2 separate regions of the Mus musculus genome follow, and region 2 is linked to region 1. Evidence: chromatin contacts called from public Micro-C data. All regions are on one chromosome and are shown on one strand. The core of a region is the stretch at or near the end of the contact, and the rest is flanking DNA. Distances in the headings are between cores, read along the strand shown. Region 1 overlaps Rmnd1 (required for meiotic nuclear division 1 homolog). Region 2 overlaps Ccdc170 (coiled-coil domain containing 170).

Evidence for each region. A called contact is a pair of places that touch in the nucleus more often than the background predicts.
Region 2: a Micro-C map of brown adipocytes shows a contact between it and region 1, with 1.8 times the contacts expected there. The contact joins two enhancer-like sites. A contact is called at or near these places in 2 of 39 promoter capture datasets (embryonic stem cells and stem cell-derived epiblast-like cells), 5 of 15 datasets of contacts at CTCF or cohesin (embryonic stem cells, large pre-B cells and pro-B cells), 33 of 484 Hi-C or Micro-C datasets (the 3T3-L1 cell line, CD8 T cells, the CH12 cell line and 8 more), 4 of 115 datasets of contacts at active chromatin or transcription factors (embryonic stem cells and fibro-adipogenic progenitors) and 3 of 9 other capture datasets (adipose tissue, embryonic stem cells and liver).

Annotation. Positions count from the first base shown.
Region 1 is chr10:4,403,641-4,409,394 of GRCm38.p6, reverse strand. Rmnd1 (required for meiotic nuclear division 1 homolog) reads left to right here. Exons shown (of 13, transcript NM_025343.6): 11 at 1,470-1,590; 12 at 5,405-5,521. Among named protein-coding and RNA genes, the nearest start is that of Zbtb2, 18 kb to the right of the region's middle. Within about 2 kb of position 2,029, at least 33 of the 459 cell types and tissues checked have an H3K27ac peak or open chromatin away from gene starts, as enhancers often do. A contact at or near this core is called in adipose tissue and brown adipocytes, where this site is marked.
Region 2 is chr10:4,549,940-4,555,868 of GRCm38.p6, reverse strand. The region is part of intron 9 of Ccdc170 (coiled-coil domain containing 170); the gene reads right to left. Among named protein-coding and RNA genes, the nearest start is that of Gm22739, 69 kb to the right of the region's middle. Within about 2 kb of position 1,843, at least 40 of the 459 cell types and tissues checked have an H3K27ac peak or open chromatin away from gene starts, as enhancers often do. A contact at or near this core is called in adipose tissue and brown adipocytes, where this site is marked.

The sequences.
Region 1 (5,754 bases), core at 780-3,279:
TCCTAGCATGCACAGAGTCCTGGCTTGGATCCCCAGCACTGCATGATCAGAAGTTCAAGATGATTCTCAAGCTAGTAAGAAAGTTTGAGACCAGGGTAGATTATAAGAGACACACTCTTTCTTCTCAATCAGCCTTGTAGACAAGGCTATCCTTGAGCTCAGAAATCTTCCAGTCTCTGCCTTCCAAGTACTGGAATTATAGGCATGCACCAGTATGCCTGGCTGAGACCTTGTCTTAAAAAAGTTAAAAATTACCAGATACAGTGGTGCATGTGGTGGGAGGAAGCAAAGGCCAGCCTGTATATGCTGCAGTAAGTTCCAGGTCAGCCAAGGTTACAGTCTCAAAATACAAAAAAAAAAACAAAACAAAACAAAAAATAAAGTTGCAAATTATTATATGGCATTATTCCATTTGCATAGCAAAAATATTTTTATTTCTCTTAACATAAACATATATACAAATCTGTACATGGAGAAGCCATCCTTAGAGAGTTTGGAACTGTTTGGTAGGTTAAACAGACTCACCACTGTATCCAACATATTTTTTAAAGAATGAACAGCTACTTGTATTTATTTTACTATGTGTCTTAGTTAGGGTTTCCATTGTTACTACAAAACACCATGATCCAAAAGCAAGTTGGAGAGAAAAGGGTTTATTCGGCTTACACTTCCATATCATTTAGTTCATCGTTGGAGGAAGTCGGGACAGGAACTCAAGCAGGGCTGGAACCTGGAGGCAGGAGCTGATGCAGAGGCTGTGGAGGGTGCTGCTTACTGGCTTGCTTCCCCTGGGTTGTTCAGCCTGCTTTCTTATAGAACTCAGGACACCAGTCCAGGAATGGCATCACCCACCATGGGCTAGACCCACGCTGCTTGATCACTAGTTGAGAAAATGCCTTCCAGCTGGATCTCATGGGCATTTTCTCAACCGAGGCTCTTTCCTCTCTTTAGCTTGTGTCAAGTTGACACACAAAACCAGCAAGTGTGCTGTGCAGCATCAATTTTAAAGTAAGCTCAGACATCTGACACAAAAGGATAGGTAAAAATTAAGTCAGCCAGTGCGGTAGCACACACAAACCTTAATGTTCTTAATACACTAGAGACTGAAGCTGCCAATGCCAAGCTAGCCTGAGCTACATAGTAAGTTCCAGGCCAGGCTAACCTACAAAGCTAGCAGAAAGGGACCTAGTGTATTTTTGCCTGTCTTGTGGTTGCGTAACGACTGAAAGGATATAGAGGGACCTTAAAGGTGGTCAATGAGTGAGATAGGAGAGCTGCAGGTAAGAAAAGTGAGGCTTATTGTGTTACCTTATTTCATCCTGGTGTTGTTTTAGGGTACACAGGTACTTCCCCCATATTTTTTGAAGTTACTTTTAAGAGTGCTCACATGACACTATGAAAATATGGGCTAAATAGTAGCTGATATTTAATTCACCATAAATAAGCTAAGCTGTCCTTTTTTTATTTAGGCACCGAATAAACCTGAGCTCAGATTTCTTGATCACCCCTGACTTCTACTGGGACAGAGCAAACCTGGAAGAGCTTTATGACAAGACCTGCCAGTTCCTTAGCATCACGCGAAGAGTTAAGGTATGGTGCATGCCTATATTTCCAACACTCTGAAGGCAGAAGCAGGCCAGAGTTCCAGGACAGCCAGGGCTACACTTGGGCAGGGTTTCTGCTACAATTAGTATAGCTGAAATTTTCAGCATTTGGAGAAATACTCTTTGGATTACCAGTTCCTCGTGTCCTCTCTGCTGTCACTTTCCAGTCTCTCTTTCTCAGGAGACAGACAGGACAGTTGCTCTCAAGACCAAGCTGGACTAGAGATAAGAACCTGACAGCCTTGACCACCTGAAGGAAGGTATAAAACATAATGGTTACAAGAGGAGTTTTAGATACAAAATACCACACTGTAGCCCAGGCTGGCCTCAAGCCCCATGCTCCTCTTGTCCTAGCCCTAGTTCTTGGGTTACAGATGTGAGTCACATTTGGCTCCACTTCTCAGCTTTCTGTGTCAAAGGTTCACTCCTGAGAGTTCCCTGGTTTCAATGCTTGTTTCCTTGTTTGCTTGGAGAGTAGACATCTCACTGTACTGCCAGGCCGGCCTTGGACTTGGGAATCCTGCATCAGCCTCCCAAGTAGCTAAACATGATTTTTCCTTTGCATGTTACATGTGGTGTGATACTTGCTTGTGTTCATTGTATATATACATGTAGATGTGCACATGCCTTATAGACACTAGAGGGTAACTTCAGTCTTCCTCTGTAGTAGTTCCATATTCCAGATGTCTGAGACATTTGCTAATCCAGGTTGTCTGGACAGATGAAACAAGTATGGCTTTCCTGATTGGAGAGTACACAGGCTGAAGATGAAGATGTGAGGGAGAGACCAGAGTTGTGTGTCAATGAGGCCTCTCCAGCACTGGCATCAGCTAACTGCCGTACAGTTTCCCTAAAACTAGCAGCTGACAGCAGCTTTGTCCTAGTTTCCTGGGCCAGGGCCTCTCATAGAGCTGCAAGCAGTTGCGGCCTGCCTGCCTGGGAAGGACCGGCTTCCTGCCTTTTCACATGGCGGCTCATACACTAAGGTTTCAGCTCCTTACCACAGACGCTTCTGCACAGGGCACCTACTAACCATTGTGTACACGGTAAGGCAGTGCTAGAGAACACATGAGGCAGTGTCTCACTGCCTATTTACAGGCCCAGGCAACTCATCCTTTTTGCTGTGTTCTGTTTAAAACAAGTCGGGAGGCCTGCTGACTTTTTAGCAGCCTACTTCATAAACACTGACCTACATATCCGCATAAGACCCTGGCTACAGAGTGAGTTAGAAGCCAGCCTGGGTTCCATGAGACCCGGTCTCAAAAGGATGTTGATTCCCTAAGTATGGAGTGGCTGGCAGGCGAGTAGCGTGTTGCGGAGGGGTTAGTGAGCTGTGCGGGAGGAAGTGGTTCCGTGAGGTCTCTCAGACTAGGATGCTTAGAATAGGCGCATGCGATGCAAATGCTGTCTCCACTTCTGAAAATAAAGCCCCTTGTGACAAGCTTCTAGGTGCAGCCATACTGAAGTATTCTAGTTTCCCCTTTGATGTCTCTTGGTGTGCTTTGTTATAATAGTCATTACAATGAGATGGAGTATGACTGCCACCAAGATGTAGGCAGCTCCCCCTCTTAGAATTGGCCTGTTCCCACGTAAGCTTAATGAATTGGTCAGGATCTAGCCGTGAGCTCAGGGCTGTACACTGCTGCCTGCACCACCACCACGTTTCCTGACCTCTGCTCTCCCTTTCCTTGGAAATTCTTACTGGATTCATCTAGCTGCATTTCCCTTCCTGGGTCTCCAAGTGATCTCAGGCTCTCTGTACTGACATTCTTAGGTATCCACTAAACCAGCAGTTAGTCTCCTGAGTCTGAAACTGCTTTGGCTTAGGCTAATCCAGCTTTGAACTAAAGAAAACTTAAGTTTAATCATCAAGGGACTTCTTGTTTCAAGATGGGGTCAGTGTAGCTCTGGCTGGCCAAGAACTTGCTATGTAGATCATGCTGGCTCTAGATTCTGAAATCTGCCGCCTGCCTTTGCTCCAGGACTGAGATTTCACAATATTCACCTCCAGGAATGCTCCTTATCTGTCTTATGTGTGTCTGTGCGGAGTCACAGGCAGCTGTGAACTGCTGATAGGAGTTCTGGGGAGCAGCCTGGGTGTCCTCTGCAGGAGCAGTCACACTCCTACCGCTGAGCTCTCTCGAGGCCCCAGGAGTCTTTAACGTTGTTACAGGAACACTGCACAGATTGCTGTTAAAGCAGTAAAGTTGGGGAGGAGCATGCTCTCTGTGCTGTGTACAGTTGAAATGGAGAGAGGATCTTAAAAGATGAGCACACCAGAGGCCAAGACTAAGCAGTGGACAAAGACCACAAAGGACCGCAGTGCCACCCTGACATTTATAGGTTAGAAGCTACAATGTGATTCTATCAACCGCTGTGTTCTGTGTGTTGACCCTAATTGGTAAAGCAGTTAAATGCTCTGTGCCAAACCCTGAATATGACCTGCTATGATGCTACATACTGGAAATCTGGATGCTACACCATGGAATCCCTGCCTAGACTGCTGCTCATACTGGCCAAACCTGCACTCACTAACTATAAATGTTCCGACTTTACAGCTTTCAGAAGTGCACAGGTTCTAAGAAGGTAGATAGCTACACTCACATCCAGGTTTAAAGTCAGATGCTATTTGGTGCAACTCCCATCCATACCCCACTCCAGCTTATCCAAGGCGTCATAACCGAGAACCTTTGCCAGTTCAGCTAGTGATGGTGCCATCTAGTGGTGAGTTTCTGTTACAGGTACTACATGTTTGAGTAAAAAGCCTTATTAGCTTAGCCCCTGTGCCAAATCAGTCTTTTTTTTTTTTTTTTTTTTTTTTTAAGATCATATTAAAGGCAGGTTTATTGGGAATTGAGGCCAGGAGGAGTTGCCATTGGGAGGGATGGGGGACAGAGAAAGAGAGAAAGGGTATGAGCATAGAGAAAAGAGAGAGAGGAAAAGTGCCAAATCAGTCTTTGTCATGCTTAATAAAGTTTCTTGTTCCCGTAACAAAATGCTATTTCTTAAACATCCATCAGTCATGGATTAGTATGCAGGGTTTCTTTTTAAACTGCAATACAAAGGGACCAAGAAATAAAACTGACCTGGTAGTTTAGTTTGCCATCAAGCATGAAGCCTCAAGTTCAGTAGCCAGCACTGATTTCATGTGGTGGCCCATGGAATACCAGCATTCCTGGAGGTGGTAGCAAGAAGACTTAAGGCCACCCTAGGTTACATGAGACCCCATCTCAAAATAAGCGGGTGCGGAGATGGCTTGATTAGGAGTGTGTCCTGTACAGAGTTAAGATCCCAGCATCTGCCGGGCAGTGGTGCTGCACGCCTTTAATCCCAGCACTCAGGAGGCAGGCAAAGTTTGAGTCCAGCCTGGTATACAGAGGGAGCTCCAGGGAAGCCAGGGCTGTACAGAGAAACTCTCTCAAAAGAACAGATCGGGGCTGGGTATGGTGGCGCACGCCTTTAATCCCAGCACTCAGGAGGCAGAGGCAGGCAGATTTCTGAGTTCCAGGACAGCTAGGGCTACACAGAGAAACCCTGTCTTGAAAAACCAAAAAAAAAAAAAAAACAAACCAGATCCCAGCACCCATATAGCTCGCTCACAAACGCTTAGTACAAGCTGGCCCCACAGGCATCTATGCACATGTACATTCATAAACATACACAATAAAACAAAACTGCATTACAAAAAGGTTTCTAGATGGAGTCATTAAACACCCTTTGCTAACCGCTGGTCATCTTAGAGGACTAAGCATAAGAATTTGATGACCTAGCATATCTTACCTGTTTTCTCTTTCTTGCAGGTCATGAATGAAAAACTGCAGCACTGCATGGAACTAACAGACCTAATGCGGAATCACCTCAATGAGAAGCGAGCACTCCGCTTGGAGTGGATGATCGTCATCCTCATCACCATTGAGGTCAGCAGCAGCCCCGCCCGGGCTCTACTCCCAAGTACTTGCATCGGATGACTAGGCTAGTGTGCAAATGCAGTAAGTGAGGTCCCGAGTTTTAAAGACGGCATTGGCTCCTTTTCATTAGTTTGCCACGTGGAGCCTAACACCTACTCGGCTACCTGAGCCTCAGCCCTGCAGTCTTGTGAGAAGGCAGGGCCACATCACTAACCGCAGTCTTCAGTCAATGGCCTTCACTG
Region 2 (5,929 bases), core at 594-3,093, 150 kb before region 1:
CATATTCTGAAATGGTGGCACTCATTTGGAAGGTTCCAGAAGACTTTACATGATACAGGAAATCGGTGACTGAAGGGTGCGCTTTTCAAAGCTATACATCTTGCTCAGTACCCTCTTCACAGTCCGCTCCATATCCACCTTCCTCTACCACCACAGTGCTCTACAGACATTCACAGAACCAAGTAGCTATAAACAACTATAAACTATAAACAACTCTGAAACTGTGAGCCAAAGACTTCTCCTCCATCAGTTTGCTTACATCAGGCGTTCCGTGACAGCACATGCTGGCAAGGATGAGGAGGGACACTCCTCAAAAGTCTTACATCTTAACCTCCAAGGAGATACTGTGAAGGAGTGGGCTCCTTAAGAAGTGAACAGGTTGTGTTTCAACAGGAATAGATACCTGGGGTGGTTTGAACAACAGTGGCCCCCATGGGCTCATATGTTTAAACGGTTGGTCACCAGGGAGTGGATGCTTTGATGGGATCAGGAGAATCAGGACGTGTGGCCTTGTTGGAGGAAGTGTGTCACTGGGAGCAGGCTTTAAGGTTTCAAAAGTCCAAGCCAGGCTCTCTCTCTCTCTCTCTCTCTCTCTCTCTCTCTCTCTCTCTCTCTCTCTCTCTCTCTCTCTCTCTCTCCCTCCCTCTCTCTCTCCCTCACCACCCCCTCCCAAGGCTCAAACTGTAAAGGTCTCAGAAACTTCTCTAACACCTTTTACCATCCACCCCACCCATGATGATAATGGATTAAGTCTCTGGAACTGTAAGCAAGCCCCAATTACCAATTAAATGCTTCATTTTTTTTTTTTAAGAATTGACTTGGTAATGGTATTTCTTCACAAAAAAAGAACAGCAACTAAGATGCTTGTATAACAAACAGGAACCAAGCATTGTATGCCCTGATAGACCAGATAGACCTGTCTTGCCCCCTTACACCGTATGAGGACACAGCTAAGGTCTTGTGTGAACCAGGAAGCAAGACTGAGCAGACATCAAATCTGCTGGCAACTTTCCCTTGGACTTCCCAGGCTCTAGAACTCTGGGAACTCTGTTGTTTATAAGCCACCCAGCTTGTGGCATATACTTGAAGACTAAGACATTTTTCTAGACAGAGGCCAACAGCAATAGCAAGCATGCTTGACCTCGTAACCACTGAGCCAGTTAGTTCTCTGGGGTGACACGAACTGTCTTGGGACTCTGACAGCAGCTGTGAGCTTACAGTCTAGAAGTCAAAAGAACACCTTCTACAGCTCTGGAAATATACAGAAAATAAAATGCCAGACCCTGGGATGAGGGCAGCACAGAGAAAGGGGTGAACAAAATGGTGAAGCAGGTACTCAAAATGAGGAAGGCGCAGGTCTGCATGAGCTGAACATGAGCTGAACATGGGGGCTGGACTACTACCTACAGATAAACAAAGAGGCAGAGTTATTATATACCAATGAATAAGGAGGCAGATGTACCAAATCTCAGTAGGAGCAAGCTCTGTAAGGGAGCAGTCTTCAGGCAGTAAACAACATCCAGGGGGAGAAATCTAATGGGGATATTCTCTGTACTGTCCAGTCTGACCACAGAAAGGCTTTGCCAACTCTCTGAGCCTCTCACTAGGGAAGGCTTTACCACAGCCATGGGCTGAGACATGAGTGCCTTGAGATGCCTGTGTTCATGTCAACTGCACACACTCACTCAGGACGTCTCTGGTCTCCTACTCAGAGGACTGCTTGGATTCTTGTCAAGGGACAGGGGCAAGGAAGGGAGCGGCAAGTCAAACCACCAGGACAGAGCTGGAAGCCAGCAGGAATGACGGAGACTCTAAAGTCAAGCCATCAAGCCAAGAGCAGATTCCTTCGAGTGGGGTGGGAGTGAGTTGGTTTCTTTATCCTCCTGAGGGAACTTCTCAGACCAGCTCAGAGTTCAGCGAGTAAGCAATTGGCCTTTAATTTTCCTCCAGCAGGCCAGAACTGGCCATAAACAAGATTAATGTGCCATCGGGAGGCTAGCCAGGACAGGGAAGGTTCCCAGGGTACCATTCATGGTAAACACTGTATGCTAGCTGTTTCCCAGGGAACGACTATGCAATCTAGTGGGCAAGTCTTTCTTACACAGAAGAGTCAAAAGCCCAGACAGAAAGGTGATTAAAGCTGAACTCTTAAGTGTTGGCTGACTGTAGGGTCTAAGTCTCCAGATGCAGTTGTCAAAGACAGTGTACGAAAAACCCCTCACAGCTGTCAAGCAGGGGCCTCTGTATGAAGTGGGGGCAGCAACGTTCTAAGGCAGTGGTTCTCTACCTTCTGAACACTGTGACCCCTCTGTTCCTCATGTGGTGACCCCTACAACTATAAAATTACTTTCTTTGCTACTTCAAAATGGTAACCTTGCTACCCTTATGAATTGCAATGTAAATATCTGTTCATGCCCTGGCCGGGGGTCACGACCCACAAGTTGAGAACCACTGTTCTAGTGTCTTACTGGCCAAAAGAGATGCTGTGTCCACGCAGACGTAGCTCTGTGGGGGAGGTGTCCCACTCTGCAGTCTCTCCTCCCTCTTTGTCCCTCGTAGCACACATTCTGGGAGCTGGTAGCACAGTTACCCTCGCCCCAAAAAGCAAGCACTCTGCCTTTGCAGGCCCTGCCCCTTTGCAGTGAGAAAAGCAGTCCAGGCGGCCTGGGGGGGAATTTAGAAGCATTGACTCCATGGAAGGGGAGTGAAGGGCAGCAGTAGCTGGCTTGGAGCTTGCTCCATGGGGAAGAACTTGAGGGGGGGGAGCTTCTGGGCAATGGATGTACGGGAAAAGTCAGAGAGGAAAGCTTTGCTGCGGCTGGCAGTTATTGTCTGTTCTGATGCTTTCTTGGGAGACCACAAAGAAGACACCACTGGCTCTCCCATGGGGTTTGGAACCGATTTGGAGCCACAGCTCCTACCAGGGTTAGGCCACATGCTACAGGCTGACAGTTAAAACTCTCCACTAGATAGTTAATCTTCCTCTCTTTCTCACCGGCCAGAATTAAGACTTATTCTATGGGCTGACCTCTTTTAAACAAAGTCAAGAGACTAAGTCCCTGCCAATGAAGACAGAGAACTGTTATATCACTCCAAAAAATAGCCAACAGGTTGTTTTTCAAGCCCTTCCTCCTGGCTGGCACCTAGAAGGAAGCTGGAGCCCTAATAAGTGTGTGGGGCTAGGAGATATTTCTGAGGATGAGAGAGGATGGAAGCATTGGGTAGGATGCTCAAGTTGAAATCGGAATAAGCTGGGCTTCTGATGACCATTAAGGGTCCTTGTAAATGTGTCACATCCATCCCTCGCGCGCGCGCGCGCACACACACACACACAGTGCTGAGGATTTTACCTGAGGCCCACACAGGCAAGGCAAGCATACTGCCATTAAGTTACCGCCCCAGCCCTTGACTCTTCAGTGAAAAAATAAATTAACATTCTTCCTGTCTGAGCCTCTGACATTGTGGGATGTTTCTGTGTATTCTGTGGAAACTGGGGGCAGACGGTAAGTCATCTGGCCATGGAGAGGTTACACAAACCTCTTCTACATCGCCTAGAATTCTGCCACAAGATTTCAGTGCCTGCAGTCATTTACAAGGTGATGCTCTGCCTAGCAGTAATTGCTTTACTGATTCCGGGTTAATGAGAAAAGAATGGGGGGGGGGGGGGGTAATGCATAAATCACACATTCACACAGCCTGAAGGCCAAACTACGTCACCATGTGCAAAGGGGTTTTACACTAAGAAGATAAAACATGTGGTGGACCAAACTTCTTCCTTCAGGACACACTCAAAATCAGCCACCACACATTCTTGTTAGTGGTGATTTTGGTGACACAGCATAACCAGTGTTAATATCATTAACTGTTTTAGTTTGAGTCTTCATCCTTTGATCTCTAAATTGGTTCTGGTTTCACAATGGCAAAAACGTAATGTGATTAAGAAGGCTACGTAGTCTTAAGTGTCCTAAGTTATCAGCGTCATAAATTATTCTAAATTTAACACAAGAAGGATGATCTATGCAAAAAAAATAGCTTTGTCTTTCAAAAATACTTCCATAATACTTAGATCTGCATGCCAACATAACTTTCAATTTGTTTTTTCTTGGTCTAGAACTCAAGGGAAACCTTAATACATAGGTCTTACAAAGAGATATTCAGACAACCTGGAGCCAACGACTTCAGCCTTAGTTTTCAACAGACATGGAAATGTACATGAAAGCTGGAACACAAATATTTATAGAGGCTCCAAACAAGAAACAACTCAAACATCTATTAAATACTAGATGGACAAACAGGAGGTGGTACATCCAAGTAATGGATTATTATTCACCCATCAAAAGGAAATATAGTCAACTTGGCTGGGCCACAAATGTCCCACATTTGAGAAAATAGTGTTCTAGATGTTTCCTGGAGGGTGTTTGCAGGTGAGATTAAAAATAGGTCTTTTTTTTTTTTTTTTTTTTTTTTTTTTGCTTTTGCTTCAATTGCTTTGCCAACAGACTCCCACTATGGAGCCTGGGATGTCTTCAAATGCATAATCTACCTCCTGCCTCCTCCTGCCCCCTCCTGCCTCCTCCTGCCCCCTCCTGCCCCCTCCTGCCCCCTCCTGCCCCCTCCTGCCACCTCCTGCCACCTCCTGCCCCCTCCTGCCTCCTCCTGCCCCCTCCTGCCCCCTCCTGCCCCCTCCTGCCTCCTCCTGCCTCCTCCTGCCCCCTCCTGCCACCTCCTGCCCCCTCCTGCCTCCTCCTGCCTCCTCCTGCCTCCTCCTGCCTCCTCCTGCCTCCTGCCTCCTGCCTCTTCCTGCCTCCTCCTGCCTCCTGCCTCCTGCCTCCTCCTGCCTCCTCCTGCCTCCTGCCTCCTCCTGCCTCCTCCTGCCTCCTGCCTCCTGCCTCCTGCCTCCTGCCTCCTGCCTCCTGCCTCTGCGATGTTACAATTATAATTGAGACTCTAAACCTTTTTCAAGGCAGATTTTGCCAGCTAATGTGGGTGGACTCCAATCAAATGGAGTCCTAAGTGTAGGCTAATTAATTAATTAATTAATTAAAATAAACCTCCCCTGAACAAAAGGAAAATCGCTAAGCCAAAGTCCAGAACTGAACTATGTCAGATGTGAACTAGAATGGTACCTGTCCATCTCCCATGTCTGCAGGCCTTTTCCATGGGATGTTTTTGTACTGGCTAATTTTGTGTCAACTTGACATGAGCTAGAGCTACATCCTTCAGGGAAGATGAAGCCTCAATGGGGAAATACTCTCATAAGATCTGCTGTAGGCAATCCTGGGGACATTTTCTTAATTGGTGATCGATGGAGGAGGACTCAGCTCCCTGTGGATGGGGCCATCCCTGAGCTGGTAGTCCGGGGTGCCATGAAAAAGCAGGCTGAGCAAGCCCTGAGGACCAAGCCAGGAGCAGCACTCCTCCATGAGCTCTGCATCAGCTCCTGCCTCCAGGTTCCTGCCTTGACGGCCTTTGGTGGTGAACTGAGATAATGGAAGTGCACACCCGATAAAGCTTTTCCTCTCCATCTTATTTGTGGTCATTGTGTTTCTTCCCAGCAATAGTGACCCAAACTAAGTCAACACCCTGATTCTCAGTGAACAGAGTGTCTATTACTTTCTCATTTCCTCCTAAACACATTCCTGTCTAACAGAGACCCCTGCCACTGGTCTGCAGGAAATGGAGATACTCTAAAGAGACACTTGCGTCTTTCAATCTGACCATCAGACTGTTGAAACAATGGACCCCAGAGAAATGGGAATTTCCCCAGGAATCTCACACATGGAGAAGAAAAAGGCCCCAGACAGCAGTCAGGTCACTTACAGGATGAGACTTTACCCACTGAGCCATCTTGCCAGCTCCATCCTTTTCCTTCTTTTATTTGAGGCAAGGTCTCATGCAATCCAGGCTGGCCTTGAGCTATCCATCTAAC